Regions from separate parts of the Zea mays genome. Here regions 2 and 3 are each linked to region 1. Evidence: chromatin contacts called from public Hi-C data. All regions are on one chromosome and are shown on one strand. Each heading gives the region's core, a stretch centred on a gene start, on an enhancer-like site or on the middle of the called end of the contact. The rest is flanking DNA. Distances are from core to core; before and after follow the strand shown. Region 1 holds the start of LOC100384591. Region 2 holds the start of LOC100273787 (putative ACT-domain containing protein kinase family protein). Region 3 holds the start of LOC100285282.

Region 1 (3,098 bases), core at 352-2,851:
ATCTTTTCTATTTTAAAATCAAGTAATTTACCAACACTTATTTCGATATTTGCGCTGTGGTTTGAGATGAAATGGTGTAGTATGAAATAGTGCTCCATCTCGTAGGGGTATTTATAGTGGGATTGAGGATGACATTTATGATTTTAGTTTTTTTTTAAATTTTCTTGCAACGGCAATCATGATGGACCAATCAAAAGCCGTCACGTCGCCTCTCGTTCGTGTCAGCGCGTTGCCCGCTTCTCGTCTCTCTCTCACCCTTCTTTTCGCTTGAACGCGTGCTCCGTATTATACGGGCGAGAGCGAGAGATAGCCATGCTATCGTCGTCGCCCGCAGCTGACCTCAAGTCGTGCGCAAGTCTTTTTGAGCGTGTTGGGAGCAAGTTTTTTAAAGCGTCAAAAGATCATCAAAAGATTGGAAGGAGTCGTTATATAATGCTGCAGTTTTTTTTTTATTAAATACTAGCCGGTTGTCCTTGTTTTGCTACGTTTTTATATATCATATAAATATGTACTGAGATATTTATTTAAATACAAGTACTGTTTATTTCTAAACACTAATATACGTGCGGCCTGACGGTTAGCCACAAATTTATGGAGAGAGAGAGAGAGACGTGGATTCGAGTGCTTGCCCTGTAATATATTTTTTTATATAATTATTGTTTCTTTTTCAACACTAAGTTATGCGTGGCCTGATGGTAGCGCGGCGGGGTCGAGTGCTATACAAGCGCAATAACTAGCTATGGAGTCGCTAGGTCAATAGGGCAGTAGCTGAGAGACCGCTGGGCAAGTGGGGGCGTGGGGCGGGTCTAGAATGTCAACGTCGAGGATGAAGTTATGGTAGCACCAGATACCAAAATTAGGTTCTTAACAGATTACTAGACATGTACCCGTTGCCACGAGATGCGCGCGAGGGGGCGACACCTAGACGGGGAACAACACTAAGGCGGGGCGTGTGGAGCATGTCTAAAGTGTCAACACGGAGGGTGAAGCCGTTGTAGTGCCAGATGCTCATATTAGATTTTTAATAGAGCAGTATAGTACAGATTTAGATTAAAAAACATCAAGAATCGAGATAATATTATGGGAAGAGGTTTCAGTGGGTAGGGTCGCGCCCGCCGTCTCTGGGGCCACGGGCCCACGGACGGATACTGACCGTAGACCATCGACCATCACCGCCGCTCTCACTCCAGGGCCCGCCACCGGGCCTGAGCCCGGAAAGCGAAAGCGTCATCCTACGGAGCCCGCTTTCGGGTGAAGGATACCGTGACGACACGGAGCGGGTAGAGACATGAGCTTTCCAGGAATCCGGAGCGGTAGGTCTTGGGCTTTGGCTCCCGCTGACAGCTGGGCCCGCGCCCGCGGGACCCTGCCCCCGCCCTAATCCACCCACCTGTCCCTGTCCGTGTACAGCTGCGGCCATCATCGCGCTCGCGCCCCCTCATTAATGCCCGTCCACTCACGAGCCTTGCGACGACCTCACGTAGCTGACCGGTGGGTCCATGTCGCGCCGAAAGATTCTGCTCCCGGGCCCCGCGGCGCCACCTGGGAGTGAGGGCGACCCGGTCATTAAAATCCCCGCACCCACCTGTCGCCTTCCTCCTTTCTCTCCTCGCCTGCTCCACCACCACACCGCTTGCCCTCCCCGATCTCCGCACGCTCCGGCCAGCGGGACCCAACGGACAGCCAGCCGAACATATCCCCCCTACGCTGGCGCCGTCGCACGCGCCGCCACTAGGTGTCACCCGTCCTTGCGCCGCCGCCGCATCCTTCGACTTTCGATCTGCGAGCTAGCGATTCTCCGCTGAGGAGTGGGGCCCATCCCTCCGGAGCCCAACCCCAGGGCATCCGCCCGCCCCCGCCGCCGTGGCTCAGGCCCCACGCGTCATCCCCGCGACGGACAACGTAGTCACGCAGGTGGAGCGCGGTCCACTCCCCCCCCCCCCCCCCCCCCCCCCCCCCCCCCCCCCCCCCCCCGCGCTTCGCCTCCGCTGAGACCGCGCCCTGCTGGTGCGAGTACCCGGGAGCTTCCAAACCCTAGGGCCGGGCATCGAGCGAGCGAGGGGGTGAGCGCGGAGCCCAGGCATGCCTTGCCGCCCGCGGGGATCCAGGCAGTGATGCGCGGATCGGCGCGGCGGGGGCGGCCCGGAAGCTCGGCCGCATGAGGTGCCTCGTCGGCGGCGGCGTCCAGGACAGCCCGCGCGCAGCGGCCAAAAGAGTATCGCCGGCGTCGTGGCGGCTGGACGCCGCCACAGCGGAGGCGGACGCGGGGAGAGCTGAGGCCAAGGGGGTCAGGTTCTGCGTCAGGCCGCCGGACGTCATGGAGACGGTGCACGAGGTGGCCATTTACATCCACCGCTTCCACAACCTCGATCTGTTTCAGCAAGGGTGAGAATTGCTCGTTTTGTCCGCAATCCCGATCTTGTTTCAGCCACGGCGTGAATTTTTCGTTCTTCTCTATTTGTGCGTGTCTTATTTCTCGCAAAACGTTTTCTCGGGTTTACTTTCTTTACTGCCTTTTAGGGAGAACATGTTTTTAGATAGAACATATAAAGGTCCGAGCTATATGTTTGTATTTTCTCGAGGTGTTTCTGTCCTTGCCTTTCTCGTTCGGTCGGTTGTTTCCAGGCATTTCTTCTCGCAGCTGGGGAATTCCGATTTTCCTCATGATTATGTTCCCCTCAGGCCCTCACTGTAACTTATGTGCGACAGTTGTAATTGATGCCGCGTGTGGAACCTTTCTGGCACTTATCTGTCGAGTGTAAACATTTGCCATTTATTTTTGTTTCTTATGATATGTTTTTTTGGATTATGCGCAGATGGTATCAGATGAAGATTAGTGCAATGTGGGAGGAAGGTGGCAACAAAACACCGGCTTCACCTGCCAGGGTCGTGCAATATGAAGGTGTGCATCTCTATGGGCACTGAATAGCGTGATCCAGTCTTCTGGTCCCATATCCATCATTTCAAGATGTGCTTACATTGAAAGCGAATATTTAGTTTCGTACATGTGCTAGCATTCAGCTGGTAACTGCTTGATTGTTGTCTGCAGTAGTACCAGATCCTATCAGGACTATAGGATACTGAGAACAGAAACTTAC
Region 2 (3,248 bases), core at 597-3,096, 630 kb before region 1:
CTTTGTATCTCATGTGAAGGCAACTTCTGGGTACAATATGATATCTGTAATCTAATATTAAAACTTGCAGTGAATACCATGTGGGAGATATTCCTAAGCAATAAGGCCCAGTTCAAAAGCACACTATATAACAGATCATGAAGTGACACATATCACAACACTCGGCAAACATTTAGCATTTATGTTCCCTACTATGAAGAATATTGGTTAATTCCTCTATTTCTAAAATACTTTATCAATCGGTTTTGGAGAATACTACTATATAATACTACTAACCAATTTAGATCATTCCTTTGAGATACGCACTAGAATGTTAAATACAGAAATGCTTAGCAGACCAACATAGAAGACTGTCACAAAATGGAAGTGGACGTGCCTTCATGTACCTCCCGACTTGCCTCAGGAGCCAGATTGGTGCCCTCTCGACCTTTTTCCCTCTGATTGCGCTCACCAGCAGTGGCTCCTCCACCGTCCCGGGCGATGCCTCCTCCATTACCGTCTCTGAACCGCACCATCACGTCAAAAAGAGCAGCTAAATTAACTTCTCAGCCCAAGCCTCGCAACCTGTGAGCAGAAGAGAAGAAGATTCACCTCTGACAGCGCTGTAGCGGTCACTCGCTCGCTTTATGCATCTAGGCTCGGCGCGGACGAACCTACCGTGGAAGAGGGAGGTGGACGACAGCGAGAGTGGCTGTCACATTTGGCATCGCGCTGTCCAGCACCGACAGAAGCCCAACCCCCTTGCTTCCGCCTCTACGGCCGTGCTGGTGGCGGTGGAGGACTCCAGATCTAGAACCGAGAGCCACGGACAGATGTGCTGGAGATAACACGAAGCGACACATGGGAGGAGAGTGGGGATGGTTTGGAGGCCTCGCCTCTCTCCATCCTCAAAATAGTAGTCGATTGAGGCGGGGAAGGGAGCACGGTGCATGCCATGGCCGCCAAGTATGGAAGGGGACGCGCCTTCCATGGCCATGGATCTCGCCTTCCATGGTCGTGGATCTCACCTTCCATGTCCACATCGGGTGCCCGCATGCACGCGCGTCCGGGGTCGAGCGAGCGTGCGGGCCACCGGGAGGGGTCAGGTCGGGCGCGGGGACGCGTGCAAGCGGGCGGCGGCGCGGGGGCGCGTGGGGCTGGCGGGGGCACGGTGAAGCCGGGTGGACGCCCTCGGTAGCTACTTATGGTGTAGTAGAGATTTACAGTAGGGGTTCTCCCCTCCTGGACTTTCAATAAAAATGTGAGAGCCTCGTTGTTTAGGCCGACATAAGATACATGATGGCCCTCCCGATCGATTCTGGTGACATAAGGCATTACTACTAAGTGCTTGTTCAGTTATGTCTGTATTGAAGTGGAGTGAGGGTGGCCTAAAGAGGGACAAGACTGAACAGATATAAAAGTCCCTAAAAATACGTCATGATCAACTTGCTATACTACTTAAATAAATATAGCCCTAATAGCATTAGAGTGCCGGCACTACTTAATGATATCCCTTCCGATCGTTGTTCTTACCCATTTCACGCCATGAATCATTGCTACTTAAAGAAGCGCGGGCCCATCAGAAAACCTGCAAAGACAACTTCGTGGCGTGCACGTAGCAGCAGTGCACTGTGCAGCAGCCCCTTCAACCTTCATCCCTGTTCGTGCAGTCGGTGTCCTCCATACACCACGTGCACTGTTTCCCTCTCACTGCCACCGGGGCCTACGGCGCATAGCGAAATCCAAGGGCCCTCTTCTTCGACACATTCTCCTCTCAGAGGGATGACTTGAAAAGACGTCGTTGCCCTTGGAACAGCCTCGTATTCTCTTCCTCATACCTCGCGCGTTAAAAAACCTCCTTCGTCTCCTGGTCTGTGTCCCACACTCCTATCCTTCTCGCCTTCGACTGCCCAGAGCGCCCAGCGCCCGCGACGCTTCTAGAACACGCGACGCGGGCGAGCGCGCTGGCGGGTGGGCGAGGCAAAACTAAGGAGGCGGGAGGGGCGGCGATGCGGGGCAGGTGACGCTGCGGCGCGGCGTGGGGGATGGTGGCGGCGGAGGGTGGGCCCGGCGGGGCCGTCGAGGAGGGCGTCGGGGAGAGCTCGTCCCCGCCGCGCGAGGACGCCGTCCCAGCGCCCGCCGGCTCCGGCGGGAGCGGGGGCAGCGGAGGCGCCCGCGAAATCTGTGCCCAGGTGCTCGACCGCCTCGTCGCCGACGGCTACGCGGAGGCGTCCGACCCCGAGTTCCGCGACAGGCTCGCCGCCCATTTCGGCCGGCTCCCGCACAGGTGCTGATCCATTACCTCGGCCTGCCGCATCCTAGGCCTTCGCTTGCCGTGGTGTAGGCTTTACATGCCCTGGTTGCGGAAATCTGTGCTCATTGTTTCGGTCAAGGAGGGTAGCGTGCTCGTTTCGGGTTTCAGATTTTGGGTGTCGGCATGGCGAAGCTTAGTGGTGAGCTTCGTTTTAGGTGTGAATTTTTGTATCATGTTGACCTTTTGGTTAGCTTCCGTGCTCTCACTGCTGCTTCCGTGTTTGATGTGCTAAGAGACTGTTGTTTGACTTGGCAATTGGATCGGACATCACTCGGTACTGTTTGCTTGAGGACTGGATGAATTTACAATTTTACACTACTTTAGTGTTCGAACGGTACCTAGCAGCCATGCCTGGCTCGATGTTGATCTGGTGTGCTCTGTGATTAAGCTAACGTTGGAAGTAAATGGAGTGAGCAGGGTTTCTTAGAATCATCTGCTGGCTCACACCCTTCCGGAAAAAAAGGAAAGCTTTCATCCTCGTTCTGAACTGTTGTCTTTACCTGTATAAAAAGTGAAATTCCAAAGCGTCTCTTTTAGATCTATAGCCGCAAAATTTCTCAAGATAGTAAATATGCTTACAAACAAATATGTTCCAGATCGTAGCGTGGATTAACAATTGCATACTAGCCCTTAGTCTTGTAGTTATCCCTTATTCCCTTGTATTGAACACATAGTCAGTCTTATCCCTTAGTCTTGTAGCTTGCCTCTGTATTCTTCCCGGGTGGGGTAGACTGGTAGTTCACTTTTATCATATTCAAAGGAAGCTGGTAGCTGCAGTCTCTGTTTCCACATTAGGATTGCTATATGACAATTAATTAATTCTTCCGTTGTCTTACTTGTATAATCAATTAATCATGAAGCTAACAATAACATTGGTTCTTCTTTTGTTTTCTCATACCGTAGCTATCAGCTGGATATCAATGTTGACAAAGCATCCGATGTCTTGGTCCACCAG
Region 3 (3,072 bases), core at 511-3,010, 800 kb before region 1:
AGCAAGTTGGTACCTGGAATCTCAAGTGCCAGGCAAGTTGTGCCCTTGATCACTTCTTTTTACCCAGCCATGTTCTGATTAATTATAATGATCTGCATAGGTTAATTTTGATGGGACCCAATAGGTTACCCTAGTTTGATTATCTTTATACCTTGTTTACCACTGAACCTTTTGGGTAGTACTTGCTAGTGCTTTATGTGGTTTTGGGTATGAAGATACATTATTCATGATTATACTTTTGTTATCCGTTGTTATTTACTGTTCATGATAAGATCATTAAGTTAATTGGAACATGGAGCGACCACCCGGGAAAACAGTGCTACCACAAGGGTTTATGGACGCCCTTGGCTGATTAATTAGGAAAGCTAGTGGAGGACTACCTTACCCGAAAGGGGCAAGGGCAGTAAGGGAGTGGTCAGTGTAGGGAGGTCCTTGGTTGATTTTGCTGCGATGGCGGTCAAGCAAGAACCCTGCATTGGAGCTTCCTATAAACTGTAGCGGGTTTTCTGAAGCTAGTGGAACTTTGTAAAGGCCTCGTAGTGTTACCCTGCCTCGCCTCCTCGGTAGAGGTGTATGGGAAGTCGCGATCCCTTGGCAGATGGGTAACATGACTTGTGGGTAAAGATGCGCAACCTCTGCAGAGTGTAAAACTGGTATACTAGCCGTGCTCACGGTCATGAGCAGCTCGGACCCTCACATGACTAATTTATGGAACTAAATTCAATATGTCATATGCATTGCATCGCAGGTGATGATGTTACTTTTGTTCTACTACTTAATTGGGTTGGTATTTACTTATACTTAGTAATTGCTAATAAAATTTTGACCAACTTTAAAAGCAATGCTCAGCATCAATCATCTCCGTTGGTAAGCCTTACACTTCACATGAGCTCCCATCTTTGGCGAGTTCATGCACATTATTCCCCACAACTTGTTGAGCAATGAACGTATGTGAGCTCACTCTTGCTATCTCACACCACCCCCCCACAGGTCAAGAACAGGTACCGCAGGATGAGGCACATGGAGGATGTTGTGATGTGTTCGTGAGAGGTCTAGGTCGTCGTCTCCCAGTCAACTTTGGGTTGCTGGATCGTTGTCTCCATATAATGTAATTATTTATTTATTTTGTACAAAACTCCGATTATATAGTAAAGATGTGACGTTCAATCCTGTGCGATGATTCATCATATGTGTGAGACTTGGTACCAGCACACCTGGTGATTATGTTCGCGCCCGGGTCTTGGTGCCCCGAAACCCTGGTGTGACAGAGATTCCAACTTGTGGAGATTCCTCTCAAAAGAAAAACTTGATATAAGGAAGAAAACCATGGTACCCAAGTTTAATCTTTTGATCGCTTGAGAGAGGTTGAGTGCAACCCTTGACAGAAGAAGATCACCACAACGTGGAGTAGACATTGGCCGAATCATGGGATAAAATCGTTATCTTTTGTGTTTACTTTATTGGGATCATCATCTTTCAAAGAGTTCTCGTATTTCACTTGTGTACATATCATAAAGAAACAATCAAGTGAAGATATTCTCTCTCCATTTCTATTCATCACAACTTGATTTTAGTTTTTGCTAACATTTGTTATAAACCAAGTTTGTCTTGTTTAGTGTTAATATTTACAGGATCACTTATGCACCTACTCTAGATAATCTCATTAAGATGTAGTATATTTGAGTCACTTGATAGAATGCTCAATAATTTTTTAACTAAAATTTATAAAATACGGTATCGTTAGAGTAGTTTTTTTTTTTAATATAGAACCCTGTTCCCACCGGCGCTCACTGCACCTTCCCCAGCGGCCACCACCCGAGGCCGGTCCCCGCTGACCCGCCTCCGTGGACCGGGGACACGCGGCGGCGACCGGCGAGGCGGTCCCTGCTTCCTCTTTCTACTCCTCACAAGTATGTATGACACGCACCACCCGCACCGCACCCACCCACCAACCCGACCTTCCGCTGCTCACACACACACACACACACACACACACACTCTACACGCGAGCGAGACCACGCGCCGGACCGCCGCAAGCCGGCCGCCGCCGCCGCGACCTGGAGCTTGCGAGCTAGCTCTGGCCTCGCTGCCTGCGCCGACTGAGATGGACCCGCGCTTTCCGCTGCCGGCCGCGGCGGCGCCGTCCACGGGCGGCGGCGGCGGCGCCAGAGGGCACCACCGGCGGGCCCACTCGGAGACGTTCCTCAGCTTCCACGACGCGGACCTGCTCCTCGACCCGGACGGCGACTTCTTCTCCGACCTCGACTTCCCCTCCCTCTCCGACGACTCTCCGGCCGCCTCCGACCCCACCCCGCCGCCGCATCCGCAGCAGCAGCCGCCGCAGGCTTCCCCGGCCCCACGTCCGCCCGGCGGGACCCACACGCGGAGCCTCTCCCTCGACGCCGCCTTCTTCGAGGGCCTCGCGTTTCAGGGACCCAGTGGGAGCGCCGGGGGTGGAGGTGGGCCCGGCCACAAGAGGAGCGGCTCGATGGATGGGGACACCTCGCCGTTCGAGGGCGAGTCGGCGCTCTCCAGCGGCCTGCCGGACTACGCCAAGAAGGCCATGCCCGCCGAGAGGATCGCCGAGCTCGCGCTCATCGACCCCAAGCGCGCAAAGAGGTGGGGTTTATTTTTGGCATTCGATGCTTCCTAGATAGATCCGGATTTCGGAGGGAAAATCCTTATCCAGCACAGTAATTTAGCGTTCCAAGCAAGAGTCCCGAGAATTTAGTACCGTTTGCTTCTAGTGTTAAGTACTGTGCTATCTGTTACATCATCTGAGCTACCTGCCTAGTGCCTCGTTTTAAGGACAATGATTGCACGATTTTTGGGTTCCTGTGCTGGCTCCGCTATCGAAGGGGTTGTTGATTTGTGCTAAGTTTTGCCGATGGTGCTGTCGTGTAGGATTCTGGCGAACAGGCAGTCGGCAGCGAGGTCAAAGGAGAGGAAGATCATGTACACTAGTGAACTGGAGAAGAAGGTCCAGACTCTGCAAACGGAGGCCACTACGCTGTCAGCACAGCTGACCCTGCTCCAGGTATGGGGTTATATTTTGTTTTAAAAACGTTCAAG

Evidence for each region. Hi-C and Micro-C count contacts between places; a contact is called where the count stands out from the background.
Region 2: a contact with region 1 is called in a Hi-C map of endosperm, with 1.7 times the contacts expected there. The contact joins the promoter of LOC100273787 here to the promoter of LOC100384591 in region 1. A contact is called at or near these places in 4 of 25 Hi-C or Micro-C datasets (ear, endosperm, leaf and 1 more).
Region 3: a Hi-C map of tassel shows a contact between it and region 1, with 2.2 times the contacts expected there. The contact joins the promoter of LOC100285282 here to the promoter of LOC100384591 in region 1. A contact is called at or near these places in 2 of 25 Hi-C or Micro-C datasets (ear and tassel).

The regions. Positions count from the first base shown.
Region 1 is chr10:8,536,734-8,539,831 of Zm-B73-REFERENCE-NAM-5.0, forward strand. It overlaps LOC100384591, which reads left to right and starts at 1,602. Exons shown (of 14, transcript XM_020545202.3): 1 at 1,602-2,385; 2 at 2,817-2,902. The coding sequence starts at 2,159.
Region 2 is chr10:7,901,539-7,904,786 of Zm-B73-REFERENCE-NAM-5.0, forward strand. It overlaps LOC100273787 (putative ACT-domain containing protein kinase family protein), which reads left to right and starts at 1,847. Exons shown (of 15, transcript NM_001148189.3): 1 at 1,847-2,266; 2 at 3,197-3,248. The coding sequence starts at 2,025.
Region 3 is chr10:7,739,362-7,742,433 of Zm-B73-REFERENCE-NAM-5.0, forward strand. LOC100285282 reads left to right here and starts at 1,761. Exons shown (of 4, transcript NM_001372205.1): 1 at 1,761-2,619; 2 at 2,905-3,037. The coding sequence starts at 1,913.